3 separate regions of the Mus musculus genome follow, and regions 1 and 2 are each linked to region 3. A link is a contact called in public HiChIP or PLAC-seq data. All regions are on one chromosome and are shown on one strand. Each heading gives the region's core, a stretch centred on a gene start, on an enhancer-like site or on the middle of the called end of the contact. The rest is flanking DNA. Distances are from core to core; before and after follow the strand shown. Region 1 overlaps Tmprss4 (transmembrane protease, serine 4). Region 2 overlaps BC049352 (cDNA sequence BC049352). Region 3 overlaps Cd3d (CD3 antigen, delta polypeptide).

Region 1 (3,805 bases), core at 1,060-3,559, 190 kb after region 3:
CCTGATCTCGACCTGGGGTCCTTGAAGGCAACAATGAGGTTTATGTGGTGCACACAGACTGAAGGGCTGGTACTCTCTAGATGCTGAATGAAATGGATAAAGGAAAATGGAGAAGCCCTGGGTGGAGCCCCTTTCCCAAGGCTTTCCCTAGCCAGCTCCCTCTCTTCTGGCCTGAAGGATACTCTACACTTTCTAGACATAGGCAGTGACTCTAGATCTTGGTGTCATTTCCTGGAGGACTTGCAAGGAGGAGACAAGTTCTCGGGAGCCCAGATGTGTGGGGAGCGCTTCTGTAGCATGAATGGAATGGACACGCTATGATGGGAGGATCCTGGGTATCTGGAGCTTTCCACCCAATAGAGTTCAACCTTGGAGACCAGCACAGATTTTTCAGTACTTAATTAACAAGGATGTCATGGCTGGTGTCTCATTGCACAGAGGCTGCACACTAGAGATGGTTTCCAGGGTAGATGGGGCGGGGCATGGGTGCACAATCAGGGAGCAAGGCTGGCTCCCTCCATGGCCTCTCTCTCTCTCCTAGCTTCCTCGTCACACTTACCTGAAGCAGTGGGCTGCTGTGAGGATCCAGTGGGGATCCAGGATGCTCCCACCACAGACATGCTGCTTGTTGTACTGGATGCTGACCTGCCACGGCCAAGAATCCACAGGGGCCTCCACCCCACCCACCACACGAGGAGTCTTCAGGCTCTTTCCACAGTCTGGACTCAATGGGGGGAAAGGAAGGAGGGGGAGTCAGGCTTCTGGGGAGGGGATGCTTCCCCAGAGACCCCTGGAGCAGGGCCCTCAGAAATAGTATGGGAAGGATGGGAGAATCCACCCACACCAGCCCTGAATCATCCGTGGGGAGATATCGAGCACGACCCACAGGTTCCCCTGAAACCCACCTCTAGTGTGTGTTTAGGAATTTAGATTTTTTAACATGGATGTGACCATTGTGCTGGGAATTTATCATCTTCAAACCAGGGCGTGGAATCATGAATTCTGAAAGCCCTGCCCAAATGGACAGTCCCTAGAAACTCCCCACTGAGTAAACAGATACTCACAAGCTACTTTGGTATCAGGGAATACGCACGTTCTAGGAACTGGGTTTCTTCCTTCTGTTAAGGGAGCTGCCCATTGGTTACCCTGTCTTCTGGTCTACCTTTTACATCTGACCTTTGAACTTGAGTTAAAACTTTCAGTGTCAGGGATGGAGAGATGGCTCAGTGGCTAAGGGTGCCTCCTTCTCTCTCAGAGACTCGAGTTTGGTTCCCAGTACCCACAACAGGCAGCTCACGACTGCTTCTAACCACCCAGAGCATCTGATGCTTTCTGCTGGTATCCACAGGTGCTGCAGGCACATGCACATACCTGCCCCATAATTAAAGACAAAACAAACCCCAAACTAAAGCCTCCAGTGCCACATCCCTGCCATGTTCTGTGCCTCTCTGGTCTTTCCAAAGAGGCCCCTTTCCCATCATCTCTTCCCTGCCTGGTTCCGTACCTGCCAAATGCTATCTGACCCAACCCTGCTTTCAACTTGCTCTGTGCTCACTCACTCAAAGTTTCTTGGTTGGCAAGATGGGGGGGTCTACAGTCTTATGGACTGCTTTACATGGCCTTATCAAAGCTTCCATCCAGCCAGTGACCTGCTCGGAAGTCTCCGGAACAGTTAGGTTATGGTTTGAGTGTGCCTCCACAAAGGTGGCAGCTTAGCCCTGAGTATGGTGATGATAAAGTGGTGGGCTCTTTAAGATGTGAGGCCTAATGGCCCTTAGGTCATCAGAGCAGCTGCCCTCTGAGGGGGATAAAGTAGTTTTCTATGATCCCTGAGTGTCTTTGAGAACTTAGGACAAGACTGAGCCCACCCTGCTGTCTGGTTTCTTGTTTCACCTACATCCGATCCACCACCCAACAGTAGGCCAGCACTTGAGGCCAAACCAAGGTGGCTTTCTGGTCTTAGGCCTCCAGATTCTAAAACTGTAAGCTAAGCAAAACTTCTTTATGACATTATCCTGCCTCAGATATTTCAGTACAGCAATGAAAATCTAACACACTCAGGGCATGAACTGAGAGCAGATGGCATAAGGGGGTTCTTGGCATTAACCACGTGAAGGAACCACTGATCTGTAAGTCTAAGGTTGGCCCCAAAGAGTGGGACTTAGAGACCAGGAGACAGAGCAGTAAGGATGAAGGTCTTTCTTCCTGACCATTGCTGGCCTAGGCCCCAGACTCTCAGAGATAGGGTGAACTCACCAAGGCAGCGCAAGGAAACCAGGGAGCCTGAGAGGCAGGATCTGAAAGAGAAAGACGGGGCCCTGTGGCTTCTGCTTTCGCCTTGGCTGGGAGGTTAGAACTCAGCCTTTGTGAACTGCTGATTCAACCCCATCCCCCAACACTGCAGAACCCCAGAAACTTTACCATGGGTGTGTGTAGATCTGCATTATACTCAGTGTGGTTTGATTTAGTGCAACACTGCTGTTGCTGTGCGTGTACCTACAATATACGGAGTCCTGCCCAATGCAAAGCCAGTCTGGGCTCCTGGAACCCTGGGCAGCAGGTGGTGGTGGTGGGGAGCAGAACCTGCTGCACTGTGGCCTCCCAAACAGACCAGGATTTTGATGGAATCCTGCAGATTCTACCTCTAACCTGGTCCTTTTCAAGAGTTACTGTGTTGGCTCCAGCTGCATATGTAGCAGAGGACAGCCTTGTCATGCATCAGTGGGAGGAGAGGTCCTTGGTCCTATGAAGGCTCCCAGTGTAGGGGAATCGAGGGAGGGGAGGTGGGAGTGGGTGGGTGGGTGGAGGAACACCCTTATAGAAGCAGGGGGAGGGAGAATGTGATAGGGTGTTTCTGGTAGGGAGGGAAACCGGGAAAGGACATAATATTTGTATTGTAAATAAAGAAAATATCCAATAAAAAATTTAAACAATTTTTGATACAAAAATAAAAATAAAATAAAATAAAATAAAGAGTTATTGAGTTACTGTGTTAAGGCTCTGTCCAGCGTCCTGAATGCTAAGACGCCAGCCTTCTCCTGGAGCCTTGGCTGCTTTGTAGCAAATGTTGTTTTGAATCAGCTGTGCTCTAATGTGGGGTGGTGAGGTGAGGGCTGGAGAGCCTTCTGTGGAGCGTTAGAAGGTGGTGCTTTGGCCTGGGGAAGTGATGGAAAAGTACAAAGCTACTTTTAGGCTCTTGCCTACCAGGTAACTCACTAGGGAACATGAAGGAGCTGTGGAAGGCATGAATCTTGACAGTTCAGGGAGAGAGAAGGTCACTGTTCATTGCTCTGCCTTTGAGCAGGACAATGCATGCTGTATTAAAGAAAAAGGCAGACAGAAAATACCCCTGAGCCTGAACGTGGAATCCCAAAACCCTGGACATTTAATGAGCTGCTTGGCTAGTTCTTCCCGTTGTCTGGCTCGTGTTCCCCTGCTGCAACCTTGAGCCACTTCCCAGTGTTAGTTAGCCTCTGCAGGTCAGAATGTCCCCTCTTGCTTACCTGCTTCCATTCTGCACCTGAAGTTCCTGGCTGTTTCCTGTGACTTGAGCAACAGGGAGGTTCTGATCTGGACGGATCTCCACTGCTCTGAAAGCGGGCTGGCTGTGGTAGGAAGAGTGAACTGTGAGCTGGGGCAGAGGATGAATTACATGGCAGAAAGAGCCCCTGCTCCCAGAGGAGGGGGCACAGGTTAGTGGGGCACGGCTGGCTGGCTTTGCTGGATAGCAGGAATAGTCCCCACATCAAGGCAGGCTGCCGTGGCCTCGCTTTCCTGGGCAGGGACTCCTGGCCCAGAAGTGGAG
Region 2 (3,529 bases), core at 745-3,244, 240 kb after region 3:
TTACTAGTGCCGGTTGATTCAGTGAGACTGCATGACATACATCAGCCCTGGGCAAACCCAGATAATACTTGGCCTGGGGTGGGTCTCATCCTGCTCTGTCCCGGACCTGCTATCTTTCCCAGCCTGACTGTAACTTGCCTTTCTTGCCCCTTTGTGGCTCACTCTGGCTTCCCTCTTAAGCAGTGGGCTCTAACTGAGGGCCAAGAAAGCAAAGGGGTTCAGAGAGTGCTGGTTTCCATTTGGCAAGGAGACGGCACCAACCATTTTCTGAAGTGTGTGTGTGTGTGTGTGTGTGTGTGTGTGTGTGTGTGTGTGTGTGTGTTTATGTGTAGGTCAGAAGACAACTTGTAGAAGTTGGTTTTCTCCTTCTGCCATGTTGGTTCTGGGGATCAAACTCAGGTCTTTGGGCTTGGTTGCAAGCACACTCACCTGCTGAACCTTCCCCTCATTTCTTCCTGGTCCCTACAGGCTACCCTAACAGGAGGACATATTTAGTGTCTATCCCTGGAGTTCCAGGTGGGCCCATGTACTCTGCCATGCATGCATACCCTTTATTTGCTCTGCCCTTACTCCAGGAGAGAGGCACTCACCCCATGTTTCCTCACACTCTGAGTGAACAAATGTTCATAAAGTGTGTTTCTGACTAGGTGTGCCAAGTCCAGCCCCTGGCACAGTCCTCTTCCCTCGCTGGGCCCCTCCTATCCAGAACTCCAGAATTTCTTGTGTATCTATGCTTTGGCCACCTGACTATCCAGATCTGCCTACGCCCACTCCACCCAGGACCCATCCCAACCCAGGACTCTCCCATACACCTGGCCCTGGGGTGAATACCAGAGTTGATATTGCTTTAGAGGAGAAACCTCAATACAAGGTGGGGCAGAACTGGCACAAGGGGTATGGGATCACCTTGGGGCTACAGGAAGTCTCCAGGGCTGAGTAGGAGCCAAAAATGTGCTATGGACAGTAACTTCCTGCTTCAACAGAATAGTCCCACAACAGAGTAGCTGCCCCACATACTTGAGAGGCCTCTCAAGACAAACTCCCTACCACTGAGCTACAGTCTTTTGTTTGTCTGTTTGTTTTTGTTTGTTGTTGTTTTGTTTTCTATTTCTCGACAGGGTCTTATTGAGATACCCAAGGCAGATCCTTCACTTGTAATTCTCCTGCCTCAGCCCCCCAAGCCTGGAAATTCTTTTAAATGACTGTAGGACACGTTCTACTTATGTAGAACAGTTAGCTGCCCTACTTCCTTGGCGCCAACAGAGTTTACTCTCATGCCTGTGGTTAGCCTGATTCTGGAGCCAGTTATCAAATTATGAATGTAGGTGAATTGATGCTGAGTATAGCTATTGATTTTTTTAAAAATTTGCATTTAATTTCACAAAATGGCCTCATGGCTTCGCAAAACTCAATGCTCAGTGGTCTGTCGTCCATTTCTTCTCCTTTCTGGTCTCGTCGTTTGTTACAACTATATTTTCTCCTCTGAAGGAACTGGGTCTCCTGACTCCTCTGGTCTCTTAACTTCAGCCCCTTCCTGGTTTGGTTTCTAGGCCCCTGGAGAAACTCCACCATTTTCTTGCAAAGTGTCTTATCACAGTTGAACCACAACACTCTGACTCTGGAACAATTACCTCCCACCACAGCGGGCCCCGCGTGTGGAAGCTGAACTGTTACCCAGTTACATGGATGTGAGCATAGCAATAGTGTCATGTGATCCCAGGGAGTCCTCTCAGTGGTACCCCCAAATCAGGGTTCTTGCAGCGTTCTCAGACTCCCTTTAACTTAAGTGGTGTGTCACACTTCTCTGGAAGAGACTCTCCCTTTGTTTGTCTTCTCTACCAGAGATCTGTAGTGACTCTTGGGCCTCCTTTTCTTGTCTGTCTGGCAAAACAACAGTGTATGACAATTGAATAAACACACAACAAGCTAGGACTGGCCTGAAGAGGCAATTACATAAGCGGTTCTACCATTTAGCCTTCCAAGAGCCCTTCCCTTGTTGGAAAAGGAACCATTTCTGCCACTAGGGGGCGCACGGCTCACAGGAATGTGTTCTTCCGTGCTGTGGTGTGAAAGTTTGTAAGATTTTTACAGTGAGATATTTGCAGTGAGAACGTGGCTCATGTTCCTTCAAGAGCCAAGGGAGACAGAAGGAAATGGCTGTGTATATGTTATGGGGCAGAGGGCAACCATAGAAAGTAGAGAGAAAGCATTGCCTTCAAGAAGGAACGTGAATTGCCCAGATCAGGTCAAGCACAGTATCTTCTTCCAACCAGAGACAGTATGGCTACAGTATGACAGCCACTGTGATGTGATCTCAGGACTGCCCTCTGTACTTTTCAGTCACTGTCTCCAGAATTAGCCCTGCTTGGGCATTTACTGCATCCAAGAAACATTTGCCCTGAACCCGAGTGGGTTCTGCCTTGAGCTGGAGAGACAGGCTCTGGGCACACAGACATGGGTAAATCCATCTCCAGAGAAGGCAGGTGGGTCCCAAACCCGCAGTTCCAGGTACAGCATCTGTGTGTGACAGGGGGCTGCTGAATATGGCACTGTTGACTCTGGAACTTGAGTGATGGCTTCCTGCTGAATGCAGGATGTGCTGGGGGCCCTGAAAGGCCAGTGGGAAACTAGAGGGGAGGTTACAAGAGCACAGGTAGGACCATACCCTAGGCCATGGCCTTGAAGTAGGAGCCTAGTTGGCCCGTCCTCTTGGGTATGACAGGACAGTGCCAGGCAGTGTTTGTGGGATGAGGCTGCAGGGTAGAGGGTTATAGGGTGAGAGAGTATATTACCTTTCTAGTTGTGACAGCAGACACAGTTGAGGAAAGACCAAGGCCTTTCCTTTTAAGGAAGGAAACCTTTATTCTGGTTCATGGTTTGAGAAGCCATAGTTGGTGGAGGAGTCATGGTAGCGAGAACGGTGAGAAGCCTGGTCACATTACATCTGCAGTCAAGATCCACGGGGGGGAGATGTTGGTGTTTAGAGTGCGTGTGTGTGTGTGTGTGTGTGTATTTGTGTGTGTGTGTGTGTGTGTGTGCGCACGCGCGCGTGTGTGCTCGCATCTCCCTCTATTGCTTCTTCCTTATTTTCCCTGGATGCTGAGGATCTGAATTCATGTCCCCAAGTTTGCACAGGAAACATCTCTCCCACTGAGCCGTCTCCCAGCCCTCTTTTCTCTCTGTATTCAATCTAGGAACCCATCCCGTGGAATGCGTTGGCCACATTCAGGGTCTTCCTATAGCAATCAACCCGATGTACATTTGTGTGTCTAACAGATGATTCTGGATCACGTGAGATCGGCAAATGTTGCTAACCGTCACAGGGAGAGATGGTTGTTTTTGCCTAGAGGTGTAGAGGGGACATCGATCCAGATTTCCTGAGGCCTCTGTGATTTGGAATTTTAAAAAGTTGTTTAAAAATGTAAGATTTATGCATTTGTATTTTGTGTATGTGTGTGTGTTCTGTATGTTAGCTCCATCTATGTGTGCCACATGTGTATGCTACCAAAGGAGGTCAACGGGGGCATCA
Region 3 (3,748 bases), core at 1,044-3,543:
TTGCGTTTGCTCCCAGATCCCTCAGGATCTATGTCCTAGTTTGAATTCTCTGGTTGTAATAAAACACTTTGATCAGAAGGAACTTAAGGGAAGAAAGGATTTATTTGGTTATAGTTTCAGGTCAGCCTATGGTTCAGGGAAGTCAGGGCAGAAATTCAATCAGCAGCACAAAGCAGCAACCGCAGAAGAACGCTCTTTCTGGCTCCCTTCCTGTCTCATTCTTACACTGTTAACTTTCTTGTCCAGCCCAGATCCCCTGCCAGGGATTGATGCCATCCACAGTGGTCTGGGATCCTCCTGCATCAACTAAGGCAATTAAAACAATCCCTTATAGACATGTCTGCAAGGCCTATCTAATGTAGGTGATCCCTCAATTAGACTCTCTACTTAGGTGACTCTAGGCTGACAAAGCTACTGTGGACAGTCTGTTTTCTGCTTGGACTATATCCCCACATCTCTCACGAACCTCGAGTCCCTGGAGAACTTCCTGAAATCTCCCTCTGGTTGCTCCTGCCCCTTTCACTCGGCATCATGTCCCTTACTACACAAATGGTCTGTAAGTATGCAGAGCAATAAGCTGCCTACGCTCCAGAGAGCTGCCTCTGACTACAGTGTCTTCCACCTCAGGGAGCCCCTTCAAGATACAAGTGACCGAATATGAGGACAAAGTATTTGTGACCTGCAATACCAGCGTCATGCATCTAGATGGAACGGTGGAAGGATGGTTTGCAAAGAATAAAACACTCAACTTGGGCAAAGGCGTTCTGGACCCACGAGGGATATATCTGTGTAATGGGACAGAGCAGCTGGCAAAGGTGGTGTCTTCTGTGCAAGTCCATTACCGAAGTATGTGCTCCTGGACTCACTGGGGTGAAATCCCTGGCCCTGTGCATGTGGAAACATTGGGCTAAAAGCAGACTGGGCTGAACCAGTTTACAAAGGGCACTCGTGGTGGTGTGAACCAGATGTGTGAGGAGTGCTTCAGAACTGGGGGAGAGTTTAAGTGAGGCAGAACAGCAGGGCCTGGCTTGTGACTGATGGTCTGGGGAGGGGCTTAGTCTACTCTTCAGTTAAAACCCCACAAAGCTGAAGTGTGTCATGTCTCTCTTCAGCAGTTCCTTGGGATAAGGGCGGAGATGGAAGTAGCAAGATCTTTACAGTCTCACTAAAGTGTGTCTTGGAACGGGAGGAGCCTAGGGTCTTTCTAGGACCAGAGACGGTTCCGTGACCTTGAACACTCTCTTCTTCCTCTCCCCACCAGTGTGCCAGAACTGTGTGGAGCTAGACTCGGGCACCATGGCTGGTGTCATCTTCATTGACCTCATCGCAACTCTGCTCCTGGCTTTGGGCGTCTACTGCTTTGCAGGACATGAGACCGGAAGGCCTTCTGGGGGTTAGTTAGCAGAAAGACTCTCTCTTTTTCTCCCTCTCCCTCCCCCCTTTGTGTGTGTGTGTTGTGTGTGTGTGAACTCATAAACTGGCTGAAAGATGTGGGATGGTGGTAGGGCTGGCATCATCTGGAAGTTTCTCTGATAATGTCTTAGGGACTCACTATAGGGTGCTGAAAGAACAGGTATGCCTGTGATGCGCATGCAGACTTCCGAGGGTGAGAGAGGATGTGACTGACTTCTGAACCTACCCACCCCTGCAGTGTTCCTAGGTCTCAATGTCTCACCTTCCCTAGCTCCCAATGACTTTCTGTCCTTGCTTCTAGCTGCTGAGGTTCAAGCACTGCTGAAGAATGAGCAGCTGTATCAGGTAAGCCCTGAGGGAGGCGGCAAAAACAGGAGAGGGAGTGAGGACTAAGAGACCTGCCAGTAAGGGTTGTGAGATGTCCGGGGGGGGGGGGTAGTCCTTAGGGGTGGGGGCGATGGAGGGAGGAGGATGTCTGGAGAACAGTTCAGATGTGACTCGGTATCTTGCCTCTCAGCCTCTTCGAGATCGTGAAGATACCCAGTACAGCCGTCTTGGAGGGAACTGGCCCCGGAACAAGAAATCTTAAGATGGAGGTTTCTCAAAGTGCCATAGCAACGGCGCCTTCCCCTGTGATCAACCAATAAAGACGTTTCCTTCCGTCGGCAGGCGCCTGTGTTTTCCAAAGCATGGATTGAGAGTTGTCTTAGCTTGGCTGAGTTCTGCCCACCCGTGGCCCCTCACTTCTGGCTTCCTCTCCTCAGACCCAGACAGGCAGTACGAGGGACAGCTTCCCATCCTGGCCCCTTGGCATTTCTAACCCTGTGGGTTTCCTGTGGGCAGGGTCAGCCCAGCCACTCTGCTTCATTGCCTGTTGGTTCCAGTCCCTATCATAACAACTTCCGGGATTTTGCTGCCTTACCACAGCCCAAAGCAGGCTGTGGTGTTTAGAAGCTGAGCCACAAAGAAGTTTCCATGACATCATGAATGGGGGTGGCAGAGAAGAATATTGGGGCTCAGAGGGTGTGTGTGTGTGTGTGTGTGTGTGTGTGAGTGAGAGAGAGAGAGAGAGAGAGAGAGAGAGAGAGAGAGAGAGACAGACAGAGAGACAGAGAGACAGAAAGACAGAAAGACAGAAAGACAGAGACAGAGCTGTCAAGAATTTTCTTCTCACTTCGTGGGTTCTGGGGATTGTACTAAGGTCATGAGGCTTGTGTGGCAAGCACCCTTACCCACTGAGCCATCTTGCCTGCCCTCATCCTCAAATTAATTAAAAATAAAGAACATGATGAATTCCAGGTGTTTCTGGCAGTGTTGCCTGACTCACACGGTGGAAATTCATTCAGCTTTGGTCTCGAACAGTGCTTGCTCTAAGGCGCTTGTCCACGGCCAGACCACCCAGCAGCAGCTGAGAACTGCCAGGCTTGAGACTTGTGTGCTGTGCTATGAACTGCACTGTTCTTATTGTACAGTTTCCTGTTGGTGTGGAAACATAGTGGTTTCCTATGGAAACAAAGACTTCTAATATTTTCCCATCCTCCCTCAGCATGTAAGTATTAAATTAGTACACCCCGGTGCTGTGTTAGAATGCTTGATTTTCAAATTGCTTTGAGTTGTTGGTTGAGTTTCAAAGAGAAACATTAAATGGATTTTTGCTTGAGATCAGGACAGAAGTTCCAACAAATGGGTCATTTTGAAATGACCCTAAACATTGCTATTTTGTAGTACATATTTATGTAGATTAGTGTTCTCAGCATTGACAATTTAAAATTTAAAAAAAATTGGAGATTGAGTTTCGTGTAGCCCAGGTAGCCTCAGACATATTATGTAGCTAAGAATGACTGAGAGCTGTTACTTTCACAGTGTTAGGATTACAAGCACGTACCACCATTCCTGGCTTGTGCAATGGTGTGGATCAAACCTCATGTATACTAGGCAAGCACTCTACCAACCGAGTACATTTTCAGCCCTAAAAGCCAAAAATATCGATCAACTCTTATAAACACTGATGGTGCTATATGCCCTTTGAATAAAATATTTAGTCAAGATTTAGTTCTTTATTCAGAAATAAATAAGCATATTCATCTTCCATGCTAAAAATAAAGATTTATCTTTATTTTAAATTATGTATGTGTGTGTGTTTGTGCATGTGAATGCAATGCCGTCAGAGGCCAGGAGAAGACGTCAGATTGCCCCAGAGCTGGAGTTATAGGTGATTGTGAGTTTCTTGAAGAGGATGCTGGGAACCAAACTCAGTTCCTGTGTAGGAGCAGTAAGTGCTCTTAATCACTGACCCAGGTCTCCAGCCCCTCATCTTTTACTTGTAATAAATGCT

What was found. HiChIP or PLAC-seq counts read pairs in DNA pulled down with a chosen protein or histone mark.
Region 1: an H3K4me3 HiChIP or PLAC-seq map of bone marrow-derived macrophages shows a contact between it and region 3, with 4 times the contacts expected there. The contact joins two enhancer-like sites. A contact is called at or near these places in 6 of 39 promoter capture datasets (the C10 cell line, cranial neural crest, embryonic stem cells and 3 more), 2 of 115 datasets of contacts at active chromatin or transcription factors (bone marrow-derived macrophages and large pre-B cells) and 3 of 9 other capture datasets (adipose tissue, embryonic stem cells and pancreatic islet).
Region 2: an H3K27ac HiChIP or PLAC-seq map of large pre-B cells shows a contact between it and region 3, with 2.2 times the contacts expected there. The contact joins two enhancer-like sites. A contact is called at or near these places in 1 of 39 promoter capture datasets (liver), 2 of 115 datasets of contacts at active chromatin or transcription factors (bone marrow-derived macrophages and large pre-B cells) and 1 of 9 other capture datasets (liver).

What each region holds. Positions count from the first base shown.
Region 1 is chr9:45,177,147-45,180,951 of GRCm38.p6, forward strand. It overlaps Tmprss4 (transmembrane protease, serine 4), which reads right to left. Exons shown (of 13, transcript NM_145403.3): 6 at 3,504-3,605; 7 at 2,257-2,297; 8 at 560-719. Among named protein-coding and RNA genes, the nearest start is that of Gm39327, 9.9 kb to the left of the region's middle. Within about 2 kb of position 2,310, at least 21 of the 459 cell types and tissues checked have an H3K27ac peak or open chromatin away from gene starts, as enhancers often do. A contact at or near this core is called in bone marrow-derived macrophages, where this site is marked.
Region 2 is chr9:45,219,732-45,223,260 of GRCm38.p6, forward strand. All of the region lies in intron 1 of BC049352 (cDNA sequence BC049352), which reads left to right. Among named protein-coding and RNA genes, the nearest start is that of Tmprss4, 17 kb to the left of the region's middle. Within about 2 kb of position 1,995, at least 35 of the 459 cell types and tissues checked have an H3K27ac peak or open chromatin away from gene starts, as enhancers often do. A contact at or near this core is called in bone marrow-derived macrophages, where this site is marked.
Region 3 is chr9:44,984,343-44,988,090 of GRCm38.p6, forward strand. Cd3d (CD3 antigen, delta polypeptide) reads left to right here. Exons shown (of 5, transcript NM_013487.3): 2 at 628-846; 3 at 1,262-1,393; 4 at 1,715-1,758; 5 at 1,931-2,710. The coding sequence ends at 2,002. Among named protein-coding and RNA genes, the nearest start is that of Cd3d, 4.4 kb to the left of the region's middle. Within about 2 kb of position 2,294, at least 157 of the 459 cell types and tissues checked have an H3K27ac peak or open chromatin away from gene starts, as enhancers often do. A contact at or near this core is called in bone marrow-derived macrophages, where this site is marked.